2 separate regions of the Mus musculus genome follow, and region 2 is linked to region 1. A link is a contact called in public HiChIP or PLAC-seq data. All regions are on one chromosome and are shown on one strand. Each heading gives the region's core, a stretch centred on a gene start, on an enhancer-like site or on the middle of the called end of the contact. The rest is flanking DNA. Distances are from core to core; before and after follow the strand shown.

Region 1 (6,018 bases), core at 1,303-3,802:
TCCAATGTGAAAAAAAAGTCTTATTTAGTAGCATGATATACACAGAGGTAAAAATAGATATCAGAAAGTCCCCCACATATGCTAATCAATTTTGTTCTTAATCTTTACATATCCACTTATTTTTGTGATATCTTTATTTTATGCATAAGGGTGTTTTGCCTGAATGTATGCCTTTGTAAATACTTGCATGCAGTACCCACAAAGGCCAGAAGAGGGCGTGAGATCCCCTGGAATTGAAGCTACTGATGGTTGTGAACCACCACGTTGGTGTTGGAAATCTGACCCAAATGCTCTGCAAGAGTCGCCAGTGCTCTGAACCATGTCCAAGTTATCTCTCCAGCATTATATATCCACGTTTGAAGTAGAGGTACATTGGGCTTTTCATTTTTATAGTGGTTACTTAAAGCATAGTCTATGCTGTTTTTAAGTGACAGAATGTTGTTCATTGTATTTAAAAAATATAGACAAAAATTTAAACACTTTAAAAAATATTATTTTTCTTTATGAAGATACATGCTTTTAAGGGGTTCTGTTGGAGAATTTCAGTAGCGCCAACTTAAAACAAATACTTTATTAGGGCTGTAGAAATGACTTAGAGGTTAATAGTGTGCACTGCTCTTGCAGAGGATCCGAGTTTGGTCCCTAGCACCCATGTCAGGGGCTTACAACACAACCTCCTGTAACTGATGCTGCAGGGGATCCCACCCCCTCTTCTGGCCCCTCTCATGCACAACACACATGAGGCAGGCACAGACTGATGCACATATATGTGAATTAAACCCCAAATAAAATCGTTTTCAAAAGTCCAATGAATGTCTTGACAATGCTTTTATAATCAATTCATTCATGACAGGTGGTTCCCTGTGTTTGTGATTTCTCTTCAAGCTGCGCATCAAAGCAACCCCTCCTTCTCCCTCCTTCCCTCCCTCCTCCTCCTCCTCTTCCTCGTTCTCCTCCCTCTCTCTGTGCATGTGTGCCTGCTTACCTGTTTGCGCACCGCAGGCGTGCAGGTGCCCACGGAGTGATTAATGAATTCTTTGGAACTGGGTTACAGGCAGTTGTGGGCGATGTAGTGTAAATGCTGGGAACCAAACTCGGGTCCCTTGGAAGAGCAGCAGTGCTCTTCACAGATGAGCCATCCCTCAAGTCCCCAAGAACTTGTTTCTCTTGCTCAGCTTGCACTCTCCAAGACTTAGGAAAGTGCTTAGTGAATAAGCTGGGGCACAAAAGATGCGGTTATAAGAAGGTGACGTAGGAGCCTCTGGCAAGCGATGCAGATGCCAATTCTCACTTGTGTTCCGGTCCCTCTCGCTTTTGTCAGTTTTAGAATGTTCTAGGCTGGGTTTGGTGCTGTCGTAGCACAGAGAGGAAACAGCATGAAGGACAACCAGGCCAGAGATAGTTGATGGTCTGAGCCTTTTGTTTGCTGGCTTCACTCGCTCCGCTGTTCTAAAGCTTCAGTCAATGGGTCTATGTTGAACCAGTTTCCGCTGTTCACTACAAAGATGCAATTGGAAGCCGAGGGAGGGAGGGAGAAGCTCTGGAGAGTATGGCTCAGTGGTTAAGAGCACTGACTGCTCTTCCAAAGGTCCTGAGTTCAAATCCCAGCAGCCACATGGTGGCTCACAACCATCTGTCATGGGATCTGACTCCCTCTGAAGACAGCTACAGTGTACTTAGATATAATAATAAATAAATCTTAGAAAACAAGTAGCTGAGGGAGGAGTTTTTTACTTGTCTCATCCAGGGTGCCTGGAGGATGACGGCGAGGCGCCACTTTGCTTACCTCACCAAGTGAGAGGGACAAAACATAGTTTTGATCTGCAGTAGCTTCGCGGTGAGCACCACATCTCCACCTAGTCCTCCGCTATTGTCGGCTGCTATGAACAGACCCTGCTGTCACCTGGCCATTTATCTCCATGGTCCTGTTTAAGCTCTAGCCTATTGACTAAGGGGATGCAAGTTGAAGTGGATGTCCCCACGTTTGAACACAGCACTACATGCTGGTATCTGAAATCTGAGTCACATCTAGGTCAGTCACATTTTCTAGATTTATGAGTCTAGATTTTATTTTTCCAGGTGTCTTGTTTTTCTGTCTCTAAATGATGACATCCACCCCCCTGCCTTCCCCCCCCCCCCCACACACCATATACCCTGGGTATGGTTATTTGTAGCAAAATCAATACTCTTGTACTTGAATAATTTTTTTCTTTGCATTTTGAACCAAGGTGTTTATTCACAAAAGGAAGAATTGTCCATTTGTCTGTCTGCTCAGTCTTTGGCTTAGCATAGGGCATGTGCAGAGGCTCAATAAAAATCTTTTGCCTCAATCAGTACATGGCACATGCATTACCTCAGGGTCATATTTGTAAATAGGTATGGGTGTTTGCCTACAGGTGTCTGTGCACCACTTGCATGCAGGTGCCTGAGGAGGCCAGTAGAGGGCATCAGATCTCTGGGAACTGGAGTTACAGATGGCTGTGAGTCACCATATGGGTATTGAGTACAAGAGAGACTCTGGAAGAGCAGACAGTGCTCTTAGCCACTGAGTCATCACTGTAGCCCGCATGCCATATTATTAAGGAGGCTGAACACCAAGTGATTCAGCCTCGCTACAGACAAGTAGAAACCTGTCTCTGGCCTCCTTAACCACAAAGTTGGGGGGCTTCCCTCGACACAGAAGCCAGAGAACCATTTGACACCGTTCCTCTGTCACAGGCTGTATCATTGGTCCATTTTCCACATGACACTGTGCATTCAAGCATTCATCTCTGCAGATCCCTGGGCAGTATGGCAGTGTGTGTGTGTGTGTGTGTTTGTGTGTGTGTGTGTGCTTGTGTGTGTGTGTGTGTGTGTGTGTGTGTGTGTGTGTGTGTTTGTGTTTGTGTGTGTGTTCTAATTGGAAAGGAAATCTTCACTTGCCTTTAAAGTGCAGTGCTACTATATTTCTTTGCAAATATATATACGTATATGCATATGTATATGCAGATGTATACACACACACACACACACACACACACACACACACATATCTCAAAGTTCCTTTCAGGCTGAAGAATCCATTATTGTCGGGCCAGTGAGATGACAGAGCAGTTTAAGGTATCTGCTGCCAAGTCTGATGACCTGAGCTCAATCCCTGAAATCCACACCGTGGAAGGGGAAAACTGTCTCCCACGAGTTGTTTTCTTGACCGCCACAGGTGTATGCAAATATGCATGTGCACGTGCACACAAGCACTAAATAAACAGAAAGTTTAAAAAATTAAGGTATATATTATTTACTATGTAAGAGAACATCAAAAAAGTCTTGAGAAGTACACCATGGGAGAAAACACACCTAGCCCTTCAAATAATTTGCCCTTCTAGAAAAATCCTGAAATAGCCCTTTCCCCATACAGTAGTAGAATGATAACATTATCTCAGAGATGAGCAGGCGTTTAAGGCTCAGCGGAACGGGAAGAGAGTTGGGTTTTTCTTCCTATTTGTTTTGAATAGCTCTGCTCCCGGGTCCTCTGCTTGCCCAGATGATCTGTGAAATGGGTGAGTGAGCAGCGCACCTCCCCAGCGCGACTGTTACTGACGTCAGCAAGCCTCATTAGCTGCTGTTTGTCTAACCAAAGGGAACAGCGGGTGGAGAGAATCTTAATGACCTGACTTCCCACACTGCAGGTGCCACTTGCCTGGTGTGCACGCTGAGATTGCATCAGCTGACTAGGCAAACAAGGAACAGTGGAAATGGGAGGCAGAGAAAAAGCCCAAGAGAGACTGCCCAGTGAGTGGAACTCGCTGCTCCATCCTGGGAGAGTGTAGCAGAGATGTTTGTGCGTGGTGGAGTGAGGTCGACTCAGGTTCACAGCTGTGCGCTGCTACATAGTAGTTGAGGGTCGAATCACTTAAAGGCTTTAGTCCCGTTTTCAAAATTAAAATAGGGATAATGATAGAACCTTAGGGAGAAGGAGGGACACGTGTGTAAATCACAGACCTCATTGTACCACTGGATAACTGGCAGGAGCCACTGTTTCTGACTCTACAGTGGAGAGAAGGGAAGAGCAATGATTGGCACTGTGGACGCAGGTGGCAGAGAACAGCTAAAGATGACTTTATATCCTAAAGGCAAGTGGGGTAGCTGTGAGTTTTAAAGACCGAACCTTGCTTCACAAAATTGCTCTTGCTTTCCTACCTACCAATTCTGCGTTCTTTCTTTTTCCCTGGCAGCATCTCCCCGGCGGACTCAGCCTTGGCTACAGCGGAGACTCCTGGGAAGGAAATGTCCTTCCCCAGCCCTAGGCACAGTGGTTATTGTCTGTTCTCACATCCTGTGAGCCCTGTAGGCAGAGGAATGCCCCAGAACCACAGCAACTGTGCAAACATTTGAATTCCCACGGGTAGTTTCCCATCCTCGTACCCATGAGGCTTCTGCTCTCTGTAGTCAGAAGAACGTACACAGTTCTCAGGAGCAGGAAGTAGAGGGCTAGGAATCATGGGTGAGGAGCCTAGCATGTGTGTGAATACATCCGTGGAAAACGTTTTTGAGGGAGATAGTACAGAATCCTACTCCAGGTGAAATAATGAGACTCTTGCTAAGACCACGTACGGATGACCCAATCAATACACAAGGAGGGAGTTGAAAAGGAGAAAAGGGGTTGGCCATTAATTTAGCCAACGTATAATTCCACGTATTAGCAAGTAACTTTAATTATCCTATGCGCCCTCGGTTTTATTCTCCACAGCTGTAAATGGTAATAATACCCCCTTTGAACATTTATCATGATTAATTAAGGCAGTGTTGTTGAAACATATTGAAAGTTACCTAGGCTAACTTTGTCCAATTTGCCAGCTGCTTTGGCAAATCCTCTGCACTGGGGCTGGCTCAGGCTAGAACTATCTTCCATCTGGGTAAATCTCTTCTCCATTCCAGAGCAGATATCATGGCGGGTAGCTTGACCTCACAGTCATGAGACAACTCAAACCATGGGGATTGGCAAATGAAGCAAGTCCTTGTTATTGAACTCTCCACTCAGAAAAAATAAAAAATAAAAACATATTAATACTACGGAGGATTCCAGTGACACTCCCTTCTGGGAAAGACACTCAAGAGATTTTTATGAGCAGTCAGGGCAGATGGAAGTCACAAGGCAAACACCTCAAAGTAAAAAAAAAAAAAAAAAAGATCAACATACCAGAGCACTCAACAAGCTGACAGTCTGGCTGCCCATGCTAGATGCTTAGAATACATGAATGACAAAGTTTGTATGCAGTCTCTGCCTTTAGGGACTTTACTGCTAATGGGGGATTGTTTATCAAACCTAAATAATATCCTTGAGGGAATATTACTATACTGTGGGTATTAGTGTTCTTAACCAATATGGGTGTTGACTTTGTCTGTGTCTCTCTCTGTGTGTGTACAACGTTTGGGAGTCAATTCTGTCTTTCCACCACATGGGTCCTGGCTATCAAACTCAGTCTCTCAGCATTACTGGAAGATGCCTTTGCCCCATGAGTCATCTTGACAGCAAAATTGGGTATTGAGAACTTGAAAGTTTGCTGTGTGAAGAATAAGTAAAACATGCTAAAAAAAAAATAAAGTAGACAGGCTGCACAGATGGCTCAGCAGTTAAGAGCACTGGCTGTTCTTCCAGAGGACCCAGGTTCATTTCCCAGCACCTACATGGCAGCTCACAACTGTCTGCAACTTCTGTTCCAGGGGATCCAACTCCTTCACACATGCAGGCAAAAACACCAATGTACATACAATAAAAATAAATAAGTTATATAAAAATAGGCAATCTCATAGTTTTACCATGTTAATTATATGTTAAACTAGCAATGTGCATATATTGCATTAAATAAAAATGATTCCTTAACTAAATTAATTTCTTTAATTAAATAAAATGCAAAAAAATGAATGAAATAAAATCACTTTCACAAGGTGGAGAAACACTTTGGGAAGACATCCAGATGTGAACCTCAGGCCTCCACATACACAAACATTAATAAGTATGTTAATTAAAATTAATTT
Region 2 (6,018 bases), core at 1,083-3,582, 240 kb after region 1:
CTCAACAAAGGTGGGGCAGACCTCCATACCAAAAGATACTATTAAGAAGCTTATCCTGGAGTTCTTGTTTGAGGATAAATTAGCATTTTAGGGTTCTATCTCAGTGTGAGATGTTTTGAGTGCAGATCCATACCCTTGCTATCTTGCAGAAGGCCCAACTTAATGTTTTATAAAAACACGGAAGTTTCTTCTCTGCTTTTCTTTTAGAGAGCAGACAGCTTCACTGCTCTGGGACATTGCAGAGCTTTGAAAGAGGGCCATGCCTAATGCAAACCTATGGGCCACTCTCTGCCATCTGTGAAGGGGAGTTGGGAGAAACAGTGTTTCTGTTTCCGAGTTCTAAAATGATTAGGAAACTTGAGAACACTCATGGTCATCTCCCTGGCCTGGGGCAGGAGTTCAAATACATTTAGTCAGGCAGGCTAATTTTAGAGATTGCAAGATCTGGCAATTCTGCCACTCCCTCAGAAGGGCACCACAAGCCACCTTTGCAAACTATTCTTTATGTCTTGGCAATTCTGCCACTCCCTCAGAAGGGCACCACAAGCCACCTTTATGCCTTCGTCTATTCTAGGTGCCCTTGGTTGGGAGCGCTAAGTGTTCAGTAGTTCTGATCAGTCCTCAGATTCATTTTCTGAGTTGACTAGCCCACATATCCTACTCTTTTCTTCAAATCTTGGAAAACATTTTTTAGACATCTAACAAATTAGTTTATTGCAGATTCCTAGGAGTTTTTTTTTTTTAATTTCATGCCATTTCTCTAACTGAGATGAGTTCTCTCATATAAGCTCCCCCACTGCTATATTTTAGAGTAGGGGCTCACAGGCACATGCTTGTAACCCCAGTGAGACAAATGTGAGGGATTAGGAATTGGAGGCCATTCTGGGTTACATAACAAGATCTTGGCTTCTGAGATGAGTCATCACTTAAGAGTTCCTATCCGAGCACCTGTGTAGCCAGCTAGGTGTGTCACATACTCACAACCCCAGGTCCCAGAGGAACAGGAAAAGGAGGTGGATGAAAATAAAATAAAATAAAATAAAATAAAATAAAATAAAAATGAAGGAAGAACATGGCTGATCCTAGGTATGATAGGGAAGAAAGTTTATTGTAGATAAAAGGGAGAGCACAGCCAGAGGCAGAGAGAGAGAGAGAGAGAGAGAGAGAGAGAGAGAGAGAGAGAGAGAGAGAGAGAGCGAGAGCGAGCTGGGAGAGTCCAGAGTGAACACAATCCTCACCCATTTGAGCAGAAGGGGAAGGGACAGGAGAAGTTAGAAAGGGGAATCAGGTGGAGCAGCAAAAAGGACAAGAGGTAAACAAGGAAAGAGTAGCCAAAATGGCTGGATTATATAGGGACGAGCCTTTGGGGGGAAGGACAGCCCTACCCTGGTGGTGCAGGTACTGGTGCTGTGGGGAAAGGACAGAGTATGGCAGCCACACTCTGTAACAGGCAGGGACTGAGGAATGCTGGGAAGATGCTTTGATTCGTTCCATAGGCACCTCAGCCATTTGTCCCCCAGGGTTTGAGACTTAACAGGAGGGTAACTGGGGCTTCCCAGCTCCCAACCTAGCCAAGACAACACAAGCCTTATAGCCAAGGAGAGAACCTGCCACAGGAGAACTCACATAGAGTGACAGAGCTGGGTCACTGACATTCTCTTCTGGCCTCTGTGCACCCAAACACACACACACACACACACACACACACACATGCACAAACACACACACACACACACACACACACACACAGTTAAAATAGTGAAAATAATGTTTAAAAAGAACCTCTTGTCTCTAGCTGCATATGTATCAAAAGATGGCCTAGTCGGCCATCACTGCAAAGAGAGGCCCATTGGACTTGCAAACTTTATATGCCCCAGTACAGGGGAACGCCAGGGCCAAAAAGGGGGCGTGGGTGGGTAGGGGAGTGGGGGTGGGTGCGTATAGGGGACTTTTGGTATAGCATTGGAAATGTAAATGAGCTAATAAAAAAATGGGGAAAAAAAAAAGAAAATTCCATGGTCAAATTCAGGAAAAAAAAAAAAAAAAAGAACCAGAGAGTTTCTGACCATTGCCAGACTGACATCTACAATAGCATCTTGACTTTTAGCATGGACTGATTTCTGAAGGACCGAGAGAGGACACATTCAGAACCGCTAGGCCAAAACTGTGCGAGAGCTCACCTTTGGTGAACTCACCATCCTCAGTAAGATCTCTTCTGTTTGCATCTTAATCAAATAATTAGCTTAGCAATACCAGCCTCAAGGTCTCACCCTTGATCTCATTTAAGCCCTGCACGCTACTCTGATCATTCCTATCAAGTTAGTCATTCAGTAACAGCTCCAGAAATGTTTACTAAGTGCCAACAACGTGCCAGGGACATTTAGACCCGAAGCAAACAACCCAGGTAGGGTGTCTTTCTTGGAACATATATACTGCTTGGGTGAATTGAATTGTTTTATTTCAAAGTGAAACCAAGGCCCAACAAAAATGGAAGAACCAAAAACTCTGCCAAGGCAGAGACCCCCATGGTAACTAACAGGGGAGCGCTTTCCGAATTGCACTGGTGTGTGTCAGCAGGGGGAACTATTAGCTACAGATTTCCATGTGTTCTGAGACTCAGCCGGCCACCCCTGGAATCAGAGGTCTGTATTTCTCAGCAGCTCTCTCAGTGTTTCTGATGCGGCCTGTCTAGAGCCGTTTTCCAAATGTTTGTCCTAGGACCACTGACCCTGAAGCCCATTTTCTCTGTGTCTGTCAAAGTTCCACACTATCCAAAAGGCAGTTTCAGCTGAGTAACTGCAAGAGACTTCCAGAGGGATAACTTGCAAATGTGTGCTAGGGTCTCCAAAGAACGGCAGAGAACCCCAAGGTGGGTCACACAATGCATAGCAACTGTCGGTATTTTAAACTCAGGAGGTCAGAGGGTGCTCCCCAGAATCAGAAGACAAGAAAGGACCCCCCAGAAATACTCATTAGTGGAGAAATGTAGCCAGTTAGTTTGAGCCAAATCCACCTAGAATATGGAAGGCCAAACAGCTATTGTCCATGGCCACGTAGACCAGCCTTCAGGGGGTAGCGAAGAGGATGGACAGTGCTGGAGGAGCACTCACAGGAAGAGCTTCTAGACCATGCATTCTTCAAATTGCACGCAACTTTGTTTGTTGCTTCATGTCTCCTCACTGTCTTTATTGCCAGCGACAACCCAGGCAAGCAATGCCAAGTTGTTTGCCTCTTCCTTTTCCTCCTCCCCCCCTCTTCCTCCTCCTCCTCCTCTTCTCTTCCTCCTCCTCCTCCTTCTCCTGTTCTTCTTTTCATAGCCAATGATATCAACGAGTATTCTCTATAGTACGTGTACAGTGATGGATTTTTTTTGTCTCTGTCTCTAACGTGTGTGTGTGTGTGTGTGTGTGTGTGTGTGTGTGTGTGTGTGTGTGAGAGAGAGAGAGAGAGAGAGAGAGAGAGAGAGAGTTTTGATGTTTGATGTCTTATTTTTCCACAATCTCTACCTCATTTTAAAAAGCTGTGTTCATCATCCTCATCATTAGCATGAGGGTATATGATGTGTATATATGTGTGATGTCTTTATGATACAATACTATAGCATGTGTGTGGACGTTAGATCACAACTCTGTGGGATTGAGTTTCTCTGCTCACATTAATGTGGTTCTGAGGGTTGCGCTCAGGAAGTTAGGCTTTTGTGGCAAGCACCCTTTACCCTCTGAGTCTTCTTTCCATGCCTCCTCTTTATTTTTCCAGACAGGGGGTTGTTCAATGAACTCGGAGCTCTTTGCTTCAGCTAGAGTAGCGGCTAAGTAAGTACTGGGAACCCTCTTGTCTCCACCTTGCCATCACTGAAATTACAGGTACTTGTCACTGTGTCTGGCTTTCACATGGGGTGCTGGGATCTGAACTCAGGTCCTCAGCTTACCCAGCGAGGGCTTTACCCACTGAGCCATCCATCTCCCCAGAGCATTAAAGGAGAGAACACTTCAAAGTAGGTGCATTACAGTTTTACAGCAAAGGAAATTAATTTACAGATTATGCAACTGACCAGTCACGCAGCAATATAAGCGATAAGTGATTGACTGGAGACCGCATATCTTACACCAGAGCCCATGCTATCAGCCTCTGCGTTTTCCCAGAAAAACACACATCCGAGTCACTCTGGGTAACTTCAGTGTGTGTGGTACTTGTTTTCTTGTACATAACTTTGTCATCATTCACAAGGGTGTTTGTGTTTATTAATTATTACAGGTTTCCTCTTCAGATCCAGGAAGCACCTTGGGCCTTGTGGAGCAACTGTTTTCCGCACGATTTGCCCTTCTTTTTTTTCCCCCCTATGCCCTGTGTAATGAAGAATGCAGCTCAGAGCCATTGTAGCAGTTCACTCTGAATGAGGGTTTCTCCAGGACTTGGTTCTTTTAACGGTAAGCCCAGGACAGATCCCGATGTGGCTGGGGTGGTTGACGATTGCCATGTTTTTAAAGCAGGCACAATTTTATAATGAGAAGACCAGACATTCTCAAACCACATTAAAAAAAATCAATAAAAATTAGAAACATGTTTGGAAAAGATACACACATGATGAATGAAGACTTAAATATATCGTTCTTCATACCTTATGAGCCTGGGATCTGGTTAGGGTTCATCTCATGGCATCTTAAAGCATAATTCATGAGTCTTCCTTAGGATCATTGGAGAGGCAGAAGTCATGTGATATGATGGGGAAGAGGAACTGGAAGACAGTTTGTTCCAGACAAGTCAGCTTGGCATCTAGAGATGTCAAGTGATGAAGGATGCAGGCTGTTGCAACAAAGCCCAGAACCCCATCTCCTTTAATCAGGTCCTAAGCATGTGACACCTGTCTCAAACACAGATGATGTTTATTTCACTGTGTTGTAACCACTTGTTTGTTGTTTGTGTCCCTTGCTAGACAGAAAGACCCTTGAGGACAGCATGCAGCAATCTGGAGATTTACAGTTGTCCCTGTTCCGTGGTCCTAGCTCAGTGACTGTTGAAAGCATCTTCAGCTACAAAGGAAGGGCACTTTCTCAAGGTCTGTGTTTGGGCTTTCTCAATTCAGAAAAACCTGTAACTTTCTAAGCCTGGTCTGAAGACATCAGGTATTCAAGTGGGCACAGGGGAGGCATAACTCCCTACACTATAAAAGGCGTTCCTGCTAAGCAATTTCCAACCTTGTCTGCCTCTGAGGTCTCTCTTGACTCTTCTTCATTCCTCCACCTGCCTTTTCGATTATCTTGCTTTTGGATCTCAAATAACCTTACTTCATCCTTAATGTTTGGCAGGATGCCAGGCAAATGAAAAAAAAAACAAGTGATTTTTTTTTGGGGGGGGGAGGGTTTGGGGTTTATTTTGGGTAGGGAAAGGAAGTAATTTAACTCGCATAAGTGGTGAGGCTTCTGTAGGAGACCATTCAAGAGTTGGTGTCAATGTGTATGTCCTGAGAAGGTGGTAAGAGGGACCTTGGGACACAACTCACTTTGAAATGCATTCCCGTTGTGCTAGCATGCTGCATGTCCAGATGAATTTGTTCTATGGCTAGAATCGACAAGATTGACGATCGTTTCAGGCATAAGTAAGGCTGAGTTATGGTTCTACTATGTACCCAAAGTCCGGATAGGAGGCAAGATCTCTGGAACCCCAAGACTGGTGTCCTTTGCTCTCTTGCAGTCCTGAAGTCTTACAGCCTGCAAATGTCTGGCTCCTGCAATGCCTGGCGTCTCCCATTTTTCTGATACTAACCGGACGGACGCGAAGTGAGAAGCATGGGTTTAGCTTCTGGAGAAAGTCTCCCAGTGCCCGGAGACAGTGGCTGAGAGAAGAGAAGAAATGGCAAGAAAGATAAAGCATGGCTTGGGGCTTCTTTACCATTAGGGGAGAAGATACCCACTTACAAGTGCTATTAAAGCCTGTGGTTAGATTTCACCAGTGTAAATTATTCACGGAGAACTGCCAAGGGTTTTCCCTCCCTGCAGGGTGAACAGCTGGCATTCTGCA

Evidence for each region. HiChIP or PLAC-seq counts read pairs in DNA pulled down with a chosen protein or histone mark.
Region 2: an HNF4G HiChIP or PLAC-seq map of pancreatic cancer cells shows a contact between it and region 1. The contact joins two enhancer-like sites. A contact is called at or near these places in 1 of 15 datasets of contacts at CTCF or cohesin (large pre-B cells), 26 of 484 Hi-C or Micro-C datasets (the C2C12 cell line, the HPC-7 cell line, bone marrow-derived macrophages and 11 more) and 11 of 115 datasets of contacts at active chromatin or transcription factors (SST interneurons, embryonic basal ganglia, embryonic limb bud and 6 more).

The regions. Positions count from the first base shown.
Region 1 is chr17:42,987,674-42,993,691 of GRCm38.p6, forward strand. No RefSeq gene overlaps it. Among named protein-coding and RNA genes, the nearest start is that of Tnfrsf21, 26 kb to the right of the region's middle. Within about 2 kb of position 2,553, at least 51 of the 459 cell types and tissues checked have an H3K27ac peak or open chromatin away from gene starts, as enhancers often do. A contact at or near this core is called in pancreatic cancer cells, where this site is marked.
Region 2 is chr17:43,224,004-43,230,021 of GRCm38.p6, forward strand. No RefSeq gene overlaps it. Among named protein-coding and RNA genes, the nearest start is that of Adgrf1, 43 kb to the right of the region's middle. Within about 2 kb of position 2,333, at least 7 of the 459 cell types and tissues checked have an H3K27ac peak or open chromatin away from gene starts, as enhancers often do. A contact at or near this core is called in pancreatic cancer cells, where this site is marked.